2 separate regions of the Drosophila melanogaster genome follow, and region 2 is linked to region 1. Evidence: chromatin contacts called from public Hi-C data. All regions are on one chromosome and are shown on one strand. Each heading gives the region's core, a stretch centred on a gene start, on an enhancer-like site or on the middle of the called end of the contact. The rest is flanking DNA. Distances are from core to core; before and after follow the strand shown. Region 1 holds the start of CG2124. Region 2 holds the start of Tango5 (Transport and Golgi organization 5).

Evidence for each region. Hi-C and Micro-C count contacts between places; a contact is called where the count stands out from the background.
Region 2: a Hi-C map of the Kc167 cell line shows a contact between it and region 1, with 4 times the contacts expected there. The contact joins the promoter of Tango5 here to the promoter of CG2124 in region 1. A contact is called at or near these places in 1 of 1 datasets of contacts at CTCF or cohesin (the Kc167 cell line), 11 of 107 Hi-C or Micro-C datasets (the D17-c3 cell line, the Kc167 cell line, the S2 cell line and 4 more) and 2 of 6 datasets of contacts at active chromatin or transcription factors (both in the Kc167 cell line).

The regions. Positions count from the first base shown.
Region 1 is chrX:10,593,805-10,598,032 of dm6, reverse strand. CG2124 reads right to left here and starts at 1,911. Exons shown (of 2, transcript NM_132410.3): 1 at 1-1,911. The coding sequence starts at 1,783. It overlaps Hmr (Hybrid male rescue), which reads left to right and starts at 2,178. Exons shown (of 5, transcript NM_132409.3): 1 at 2,178-2,489; 2 at 2,556-4,228. The coding sequence starts at 2,441.
Region 2 is chrX:10,761,326-10,766,193 of dm6, reverse strand. It overlaps Tango5 (Transport and Golgi organization 5), which reads left to right and starts at 1,781. Exons shown (of 5, transcript NM_001298157.1): 1 at 1,781-2,024; 2 at 3,760-4,279; 3 at 4,335-4,616; 4 at 4,685-4,868. The coding sequence starts at 3,783. It overlaps Atg8a (Autophagy-related 8a), which reads left to right. Exons shown (of 3, transcript NM_167245.3): 2 at 392-589; 3 at 659-1,316. The coding sequence ends at 736.

The sequences.
Region 1 (4,228 bases), core at 662-3,161:
CCAATTGCCGCAGCTGCCTTAGCTTCATATCCATTTGGCCGGTGAAACGATCCTTATCGCGGATTACGTTGTTCCAGCCGGCAATAACGATAACCACTGTGACCAGCTGGTCATCCGCAGCCTTTCTCTCACCCAGTAAGTGCTTCCGGGTGAGAATCTCACCGCTGTAATCCTGACAGGCCTCACCATTTATGGACAACGCCTTCCGTTGCCGGCGGTCGTAGCACAACACTACATCGCATCGATCGTATTGCGGCAGGATGTGCTTGAAGGTCACGGGACGGTGGATCATGGTGATCGCATCCCGTATTTCCACTAGAATACGATCGGTATTATTCAGCTTGAAGCGTCCGTCCCGATCGGGGATGTACTGCGTGTAATTGCGGCCCATCTGCTGTCGTTGCTTCTCGGTAACCAGTGCTCCCTGGTATTCCGGCCCCAGGAGGCGTGCGAACCCATCCAAATGGAAGTACTCACGCCCGGGCAATCCGCTTGGGTACGCATGCTTCAGGAAACGCGGCTCCAGTGCCACGCCCAAAAGCTCAAGATCGTAAACACCACGCATTGTGAGAAACTGAAGGCAGTTGGAGAAACAACGAGGATGGCGCAGTATCTCCTCTATACGCTGGCGCAGCAAATCGGGCAATCTCTCCGCCAACCGGCGTTCCACTCCCGACTTAGTTGTAATATTGAAAAGGGCCATTACCAGACAAATTCGCTCCATATCCTTGAGGCGGGCAGTCTCTAACTCACGCTCGAATCTCAGCAGTATGCGCTCCACCAGTGCATCATTGCACGTTTGCAGTTCACAGCCCAGAAGAGCCATGTGCAGGCACGTGAGGAGGGAAACGCGATCCACTTGCGACTCTAGAGCGCTTAACATCTTCTTTAGCGGCTCCACTTGTGGCAGCTTGCTGCTGTACCGCAGCACCTTGAGCAGCGCTACCAGGACAATGTCTTCCACGGTGTCCAGCTCGCTGCCTAATCGCTGATAGAGTTGCGTTAGCAGCTCCGGATTTCTGATAGGCGTCTGTGTCTTAAAGAAGCCCATGGCCATTACGCCCAATTCGGACAGCGTCATTTGATCCACGCAGCGGGCCAGATTCAACTCGAAATCGAACATCTCGAAGACGGGTCGGCGCAGTAGATTGCACAGGAACATGGAGTGAACGAGCTGTTCTGGCGGCAGCTTTCGCAGCTTGCGGCCGAGCTTTTTCAGCGCCAGCCACACGTACTCGCCTATCCTGACCAGACCAAGACGATACCAGGCATCGCTCACGAGTAGCAATTGTTCACTGGACCATCGCTCGATGCGGCGACAGCACTCGATGTCCAGGGTATTCCATATCTCCATGTAGTTCTTGGCTTTGGGCGATTCCGGTACGGGCAGCTCGGCCAAGGCACTAAGCGATCCAAGAAGTTGTTCATCCGTAAGGCGATGCAGCTGCTCACAGAAGCAGCGGGTAAAGGCTTCGTAGCGGCTATCGCTGATCTTCAGTTCCATGCGATTACAGTGCCTCACCAGGCCTAAAAAGTCCGCATAGAGATCGGCAGCACTGGCATCTGGCTGTGGCCGCATAAAGCCTTCAGATGCGGGCAAATCCTGCCAGGCGGAGTCCCGAGGACGCAGTATTGCATACGGTTTGAGAGAATCCATCAGGATTCCATGGGCGAACTGATTCTCTCGGTCCGCAAATATTCGCGCTGGTGAAACGATCGTCGTGCATACTTGGCGGCGCAGACGTCCCACACTTCGCCAGAGGTAGTTTGTTCTTGCCCACATGTTTTAGAGCGATATTTGGTTGTAAATTAATTCAATTCAATTGAATTTGAATGGAAAACGCGTTATGAAAACATTCGTTGAAAAACCTGCCGGCTAAACAGCTGACTGGTAAGCAGCGTTGCCAGAACGAAGAAATTGGAGTGCTCGCAAGTGGGAGAACTTAACGAAATATTCTGCTCTCAGCGCTTGGCTGCTATCGATAACTCCACTGATATCCAAATGGGTAGCTACTAGAATGTAGCTTTACAAATTGTAACGTGTTTTTTCAACTTATTTTTGTTTAACTTAACACAAACAAAAATATTTAGCTATACAATTCTATTTCACACTCAAATATTAATCGAATGTTTCGATAACGGTATCCGTGGTCGATAACGCTCTTTAACCATTTTGCGTTTGCAACCGCCGACTATCTGGCGTCGCAAGAAACCTTATTTACGTAGATATATTTACGTAGATACGCTTGCACTTAATAATCCTGTAGTTGCAAGTTGTTCCCAAACTATTTCCGAGTGATTTTATGCTACAAAAGAGTGAAGAGTGAAGCAGTGGTTCCATCGGATTGCCCACCGGTTTCTCCGTTCCGAGAATTCTCGACGGCTTGTGTGGGGGAAAGGCGCGCGTAGGTCAAGATTGGAGCTATCAGGTGTCTAGGACATGGAGGAGGAGCCTGTTGCCATTGAAAATGATTGCCAGATAATTGTTTGTAAGTCCGACAGTTGGTCACCTGGTCAGCCGTTCAACTAACTTCCGTTTTTTTTTTTCCTCAAAGCTGACACAATTGGTCAGAAGACGAATGGCGTGGATGACGATAAGGCCCCAAATCCGTTCAGCAGATGCACTTATCCGGGATCTCGGGATGGCGGCATTCTGCAAACCTATAGGGCAGAGAGGCTGCTCATCGCTTTGGTACGCCGCCAGCCGCTATTGTATGACGCCCGGCATCCGAAATTCCGCGACGTCGCTCAAAGGGAGAAACAATGGAAAAAAATCGCCAGCCGCCTGGCAACGAATGCGACCAACTGCAAGAGATCCTGGTCGGCGCTGCGATATAAATATCAGCGCCATGTTCGTCGTCTAAGAAACTTTCATCGCAGTGCCATCCAAAAAGATCGGGCGGCCCTGCGTTGGCGTCCTTGCATGGAATACGAGGAAGAGATGCGCTTCATGTATACCCATGTGGCCAGATTCCCACTGATTGTCGACAAGATTCCGACAGAGATTCTTGAAAAAGAGCATGTGGATGAGAGCGAAACCCGGCCCGATGTGGAGGTCATAGAGAATCCGCCAATGGACATCATAGATTTGGATGTCGAGGAGGACCCCACCTATAACTACCGTTGCAACAGGTTACAGCGTCGCCTCATAGAGGCAGTCAGTGCCTATCCCCTTCTGTACGATAGCACGTGCACGGGCTATCAGAACACACGACATCGCTTTCTAATCTGGAGTGCCATTTCAAACGAAGTCCATGACAAAGCCACCAAGCTGATGAAGTGCTGGCTAAAGCTGCAGACTCGCTACGAATGGGAGTTAATCCATCGCCCACGTCATATCGGCACTTCGGAGCTGTGTCGGTTGATGGACTTCATGGAACCGCACGTACAGCGCATGCGCGGCACCGTATGCAAGTCTTCCAAGTACCTGCAAAACGGTTGGCACGAGCCCATTGAGAATTTCCACACTGTGATGGCGCTGATCACCACGATGCGCAACATGCCAGAACTAGTTCAGCTGACGGAGGACTCCCTGCACAACAAGGTGAAACCGCCGCGCTACGACGAATTCTGGCAGAAGGTCGGCATGGAAGTGATGTGTAGTCACGAGCACTGCGAGGTCACCTGGCTGGTGCTGCGCGCCTTTTACCACGAATTGCAGGCCGTGCGCTCATCCGGCTATCAGCTGCAGGACAAGTGGTTCTTTGAGGGCTCCATGGGTCTGGCCTTAACGCCAGTTACCTCTCGTTCCACGGCCCGTCCCGCACTAAAGCGGACAGCCAACGGCGCCATACCAGTGGCGGGGGAGCCTCCGGCCAAAACACCGGTGCCGGTACGTATGCCATTGGCTATTGTCTATCCGTCCACCTCAAAAGGCAGCAGCACGAGCATGACCAACAGTGCAAGCACTGCCACAAGCATTGGCCCCACCTTCACCAATGTTAGGAGGTCCTCTGGCCCAGTCATTAACAACACATCCACCGCCGCCGCCGCAACGAACAGCGTCAGTTCGAGTGTATCGCCCGATCAAGCTCTTCCCAAGTTTGTGATTCCCAAAATCACGTCCGCCATCAGTGTGGGCTCGGGATATATGATACCCCTAAAGTTTGTGCCCAACGTACGAATTTTGCCCAAGCCGGCGGCGACTATGGGAACGGGCGTGTCCCCCATCGCCACCACCAATCAGATGGCGGGCCCAAACGCAAAGCCGCCTGAAGTGCGTCCACAG
Region 2 (4,868 bases), core at 532-3,031, 170 kb before region 1:
TACGAAATTCCAAAATGCATTACGAAATTACTGACTGAAATTACGAAATTACTCATTTTCCTGTCTAAATATAATATGAGTCAGGCCAATAACAATCAGGTATAGTTGTTCGTAAACAAATTAGTTTTCAATTAATATTAAGGTATTTTGTACACTAGATAGCAAGCATCAGAATTCATAAGACTATAGTTTATGTTTTCGGCATTATCATATTCCAAGGTAGCACGTATTCGAGCACACTTGCTTCCAGCAATGCAAATGCCATTTGTAGCCAAATATGTGAGCCTTATTGGGCACGTAATCAGGTGCGAAATGTGCGCACATTAACATGCACAAGTAGCCCGCAACAACAACTCACCTCCTGTATTTCTTCTTCTATTTAAACCCAAAGGTCATCGTCGAGAAGGCTCCCAAGGCGCGCATCGGTGATTTGGACAAGAAGAAGTACCTGGTGCCTTCCGACCTGACCGTCGGTCAGTTCTACTTCCTCATTCGCAAGCGCATCCACCTGCGTCCCGAGGATGCCCTCTTCTTCTTTGTGAACAACGTCATTCCACCAACATCGGCTACCATGGGCTCCCTGTACCAGGTAATTACCACAATGCCCATTATTATTAGCCTTGCAATCGAATCACATACGTTCGATGTATTTTTATAGGAACATCACGAGGAGGACTATTTCCTGTACATTGCCTACTCCGATGAGAATGTTTACGGCATGGCCAAAATTAACTAACTTTGCTCCGGTCGGGATGCATCGGAATGAAGCCCCCCCCCTATACAGAAATCTATATATAAATAAAATATATTTTGTGTTTAGCATGCAAGCTTACAATATGGACGGCGAGTTAGCTAAACGAATTGAGGAAAACCGCAGGAAATGCCACATGAAAAGAACTTGAAATTGATCTGATACGCAGGGCAACAAAAAAAATCCACAAAAACCGAAAACTACAAAAACAATTGTTATGTGAACATTATTTTATATATATACATTTTCCAAACGCGTTAGTATTTCAATTAAACTCTGCTTTGTGTCCTACCCATTAACGAAACAACCAACCAACCAACTTTCCCCACAAAAAACAGATCTATTCACACCCTTTCTGGGCCATTTAATTTCCATTGCTGTAATTGATCCGTGCGAATGCTTTGTACTTTACTTTGTTACTTTGCTAATATTTCAATGAATTCACTATTTTTTTTTTTATTCACGATGCAACAAAATTCTGTGCATATTTAGTGTGTATGGTTACGAATAGGACTCTCTCGGTTAAGTGTACGGTAATTAATCTATTATTAAATAAACAAAAACCACAAAAATACACATGCAAAGGGTGTTTGTTTATTTGGATTGTTCTTCGTTTTCAGTTTGCAATCACGTATATCACGCTTAGATGATTCAGCGATAAGTGACAGGAAGAAGTTATTTTATACTGCTTTTTCTTTTGTTCACCGAACAATGAGTCCTTATCTTTTAAAAATGAAATGAGCTTTAGCAATGAGTGGGTGTTTTTTTTTATTCTTTGCTATTAGTAACAAAAGCATTTATTTATTTTAAATTGAAGGCGTAAAAGGTAGTACTTATGATACCATTCGCAACGCAAAAGTTTAAGTGTGCAAATTAAATTGAAAAGAAATCACTTTGTTTATTGTTTGCTTATCTTATCGCAGCAAAGGCACTTTGCTAGCCATTCAAAATTGCCGCCCACAAACGTTTTTATGGGCAGCACTGTCATCAAAACACAGCTGGTCACACCATCAAGTGCTGCAAAGCAATATCTCAAGTCAGCCATAAGGAGAGCATGTGCTAAAAAGGGACAGCTCCACACAATAAGTACGATTAAATTGCGATATATTTTTGGTAGTTAGTATTTTTGACGCATTTGGCGGACGACTGAGCACGTTTGAATTTCGTGGATTTTTTAGCCAATTTCACCATCTGGCAACACTGTTCGTTGGCCTCGCAGTTTTTCACCGAAAAGGTTTTGTAAAAACACCGTGCCAAACTGTCAGAGAAGCAGGTAAACTAAAGTCCACCTTGTCGGATCGGCCACTGAAAAGCCGGATTAAACAAACAACGGACACGTTACCGAACAGCTCGGAAAGGTGCAGAAAGGAAACATCAGATGAAAATCTATTAGCTGTTGCGAATTGTTTGTTTTTGCTGTGCTATTCGTGTTTTTGTTGTTGTGCATATGATTGTGTCTCTGTTGTTGTTGGTGGTGGTGTTGCTGTTGTAACTCGTGACGACGGAAATTAGTAACAAAGTGAAAATTGAGAGTTCAAAAAAGAAGAGAACCCCGAAATAACTGTTGTGTGGGTGCGATTGATTTTTATGCTTTGTCGTCTGGTTTGTTGTTCTTGCTGTCAGAGGGTGGTTGCAACGGAAAAGCAACCCACCACCCCCTGGGTTTTTGAACTCCAGCTTATGAAAAACAGCTGCAGCGATTGCCACACAAAAATTCAAATGTTTAAGTGAGAAAAGCGAAAGAGAAGTGAACTTAGCGCTTATTGAATTATGGCTAAACACGCTGACTAGACCAAATCGAAAGAACAAATGAGTGCTATAATAACAAAAGTGCCAGAAAGTGAAACAATAACAACAACAGCAACGACAGCAGTCGTGTTATTGTCCACTCAGCTTGTTTTTGTTGTTCGCTTTGTGGCCCTGTTTTTCGCTTCTGTTTTGCGCTTCTGATTCTGAAGTCGCCTGCTTCTTGTGCCGCCTCCCCTTCCTCCCACCATACATCCCTCCCTCCCTCTCTTTCTGACCGCCGTCTCTCTTTTTTACGCGCATGTGGATTCATTTTATTGGTGCTCAAGTATCGCATGATAATCTCACGCTACGTCCCTCGTAATTGTTGTTGTAATCGCTGTCGTTCTGTCAGCAGAATGTCTTTATTGTTATTGTTGTTGTTGTGCTTTTCCGCCTAACACACACTAACACGCGCACACACAGGCACACTTGCCGAAAAATTGAAGCCATTCTCGCCGCAAATCAAATTCAATTGAGGGAAACTATCAACTAACCCGCATAAAAGTGAGAAAAAAAACATACAGAGAAACAGCCGACACTTTTATACACTTCCAGTTAAAAAAAAAAATAAAACAGTCAGTAATATAAGTTATTAATATAATTACCCAACAATAAGTTTCATTACAAAAATACAGTTTTTATGTTATATTATTTGAGATTATCATGACGAGTTCCTACATTTCTTGAATAATTCGGTGTATATGTTTAATAGCAATATCTGCTAGTTCTTATCACTACTATAGTTTTCATATTTTTCTAAGCTGTGACACATACGTACATAAGTCGTATGTAGCATAATTTTTATATTATTTTTAAAGACCATTATTTCTTAGTTTGCCCTGTGAAATAATCTGACACCTTAACTGGGGATTACAAATTAGCCTACTATCAGTTGGGAACTTATCCCCTTATCAGTGCTAGTGAAAACCGGCTACCTAAGCGATCTCCAAATTATCATTACCCGTTGTGGCACGCCCGACGAAGCAACCTTAGAGTGGAACGTATATAGAGAGAGAGAGAGCTTCTACACCTTACACCATCACTCATTTGAAGCTTATCAGTTTATCAGTGGCCTACGACGATTTGAAATTTCAGTTTCATTTCCATTTCCTACATCGCGTCACCGTCGTGTGTTCAAAATTAATAAATTCTTTTCGAATCGCCGGCATTTACATCACTATTATTTTGTATTTTCATTGCAAAAACCGTGAAAAACACAGCCGCTTGCAAGCCAACCGCTTAAATGTCACAGCATTCGAAAAAGGAAACCACCAGCAGCAGCGGTAGCCATGCGGCCCAGAGCAATCGTCACAACAACATCGGCGGCGGCGGCGGAAACGGCAATAGCAACAGCATCAGCGGTAGCAGCAACAACAAGAGCCACAAGCGGCAGGCGGCCAATGGCAGTCTAAAGTCGCCACTCCTGACAATCACCAACATCAACTCCCACAGCCAAAAAGGCGCTTTGAAATCGCCCGTCAGCAAAGTCAAGCAGAGCAGCAACAGCAGCAGTAGCAACAGTAACAGCAAAACCCTCAGCGGGAGCAGCATGCAGGAGACCGGCTCATCCGCCACATCCTTGCTGGCCGCTGGCGGCAAGGCGAAGAAGAACCAAAAAGACAAGCAGCGCGAGCGGGAACGCTTGGAACGCGGCCAGCTGGTCCTCTGGCGTCGTCCCCTGCAGACCACCAAGTACTGCGGCCTCGAGCTGTTCACCTTGCTGCGCACGTGGAGCACCAGGTAGGATCGAAAGTAGCCCCATTTTGAAACCATTTAACCAACGCTTTCCTCGCAGATTGCTGCAACAGCGTCTCCTGTTGGCCACTCTGATAGTATTAAGCATCGTATTTAGCGTAATTTACAAGATAGACGGTCCCCATCAGTTGGCCATCGAGTTTGTGCGCCGGAACACCTGGTTCTTTGTCTACTGGTTGGGTCTGGGCGTGCTCTCCTCGGTGGGCTTGGGCACCGGACTGCACACGTTTCTGCTCTATCTGGGGCCGCACATAGCCAGTGTCACGCTGGCCGCCTACGAGTGCAATTCCCTGCGATTCCCACAGCCACCGTATCCCGATGAGTAAGTACATGTAGGTTCTCTTCCTCATTGCTTGATAACTAACTGCCTGTTCTTGCTTACTCCTACAGTATTATCTGTCCCGAGGAGCCGTACGACAAACATGTGCCAAATATCTGGTCCATTATGTCCAAGGTGCGCCTGGAGGCCTTCCTCTGGGGAGCGGGCACAGCGCTGGGCGAACTGCCACCGTACTTTATGGCCAAGGCGGCTAGGCTGTCCGGCTACGATCCGGAGGACGCCGAGGAGCTGGCC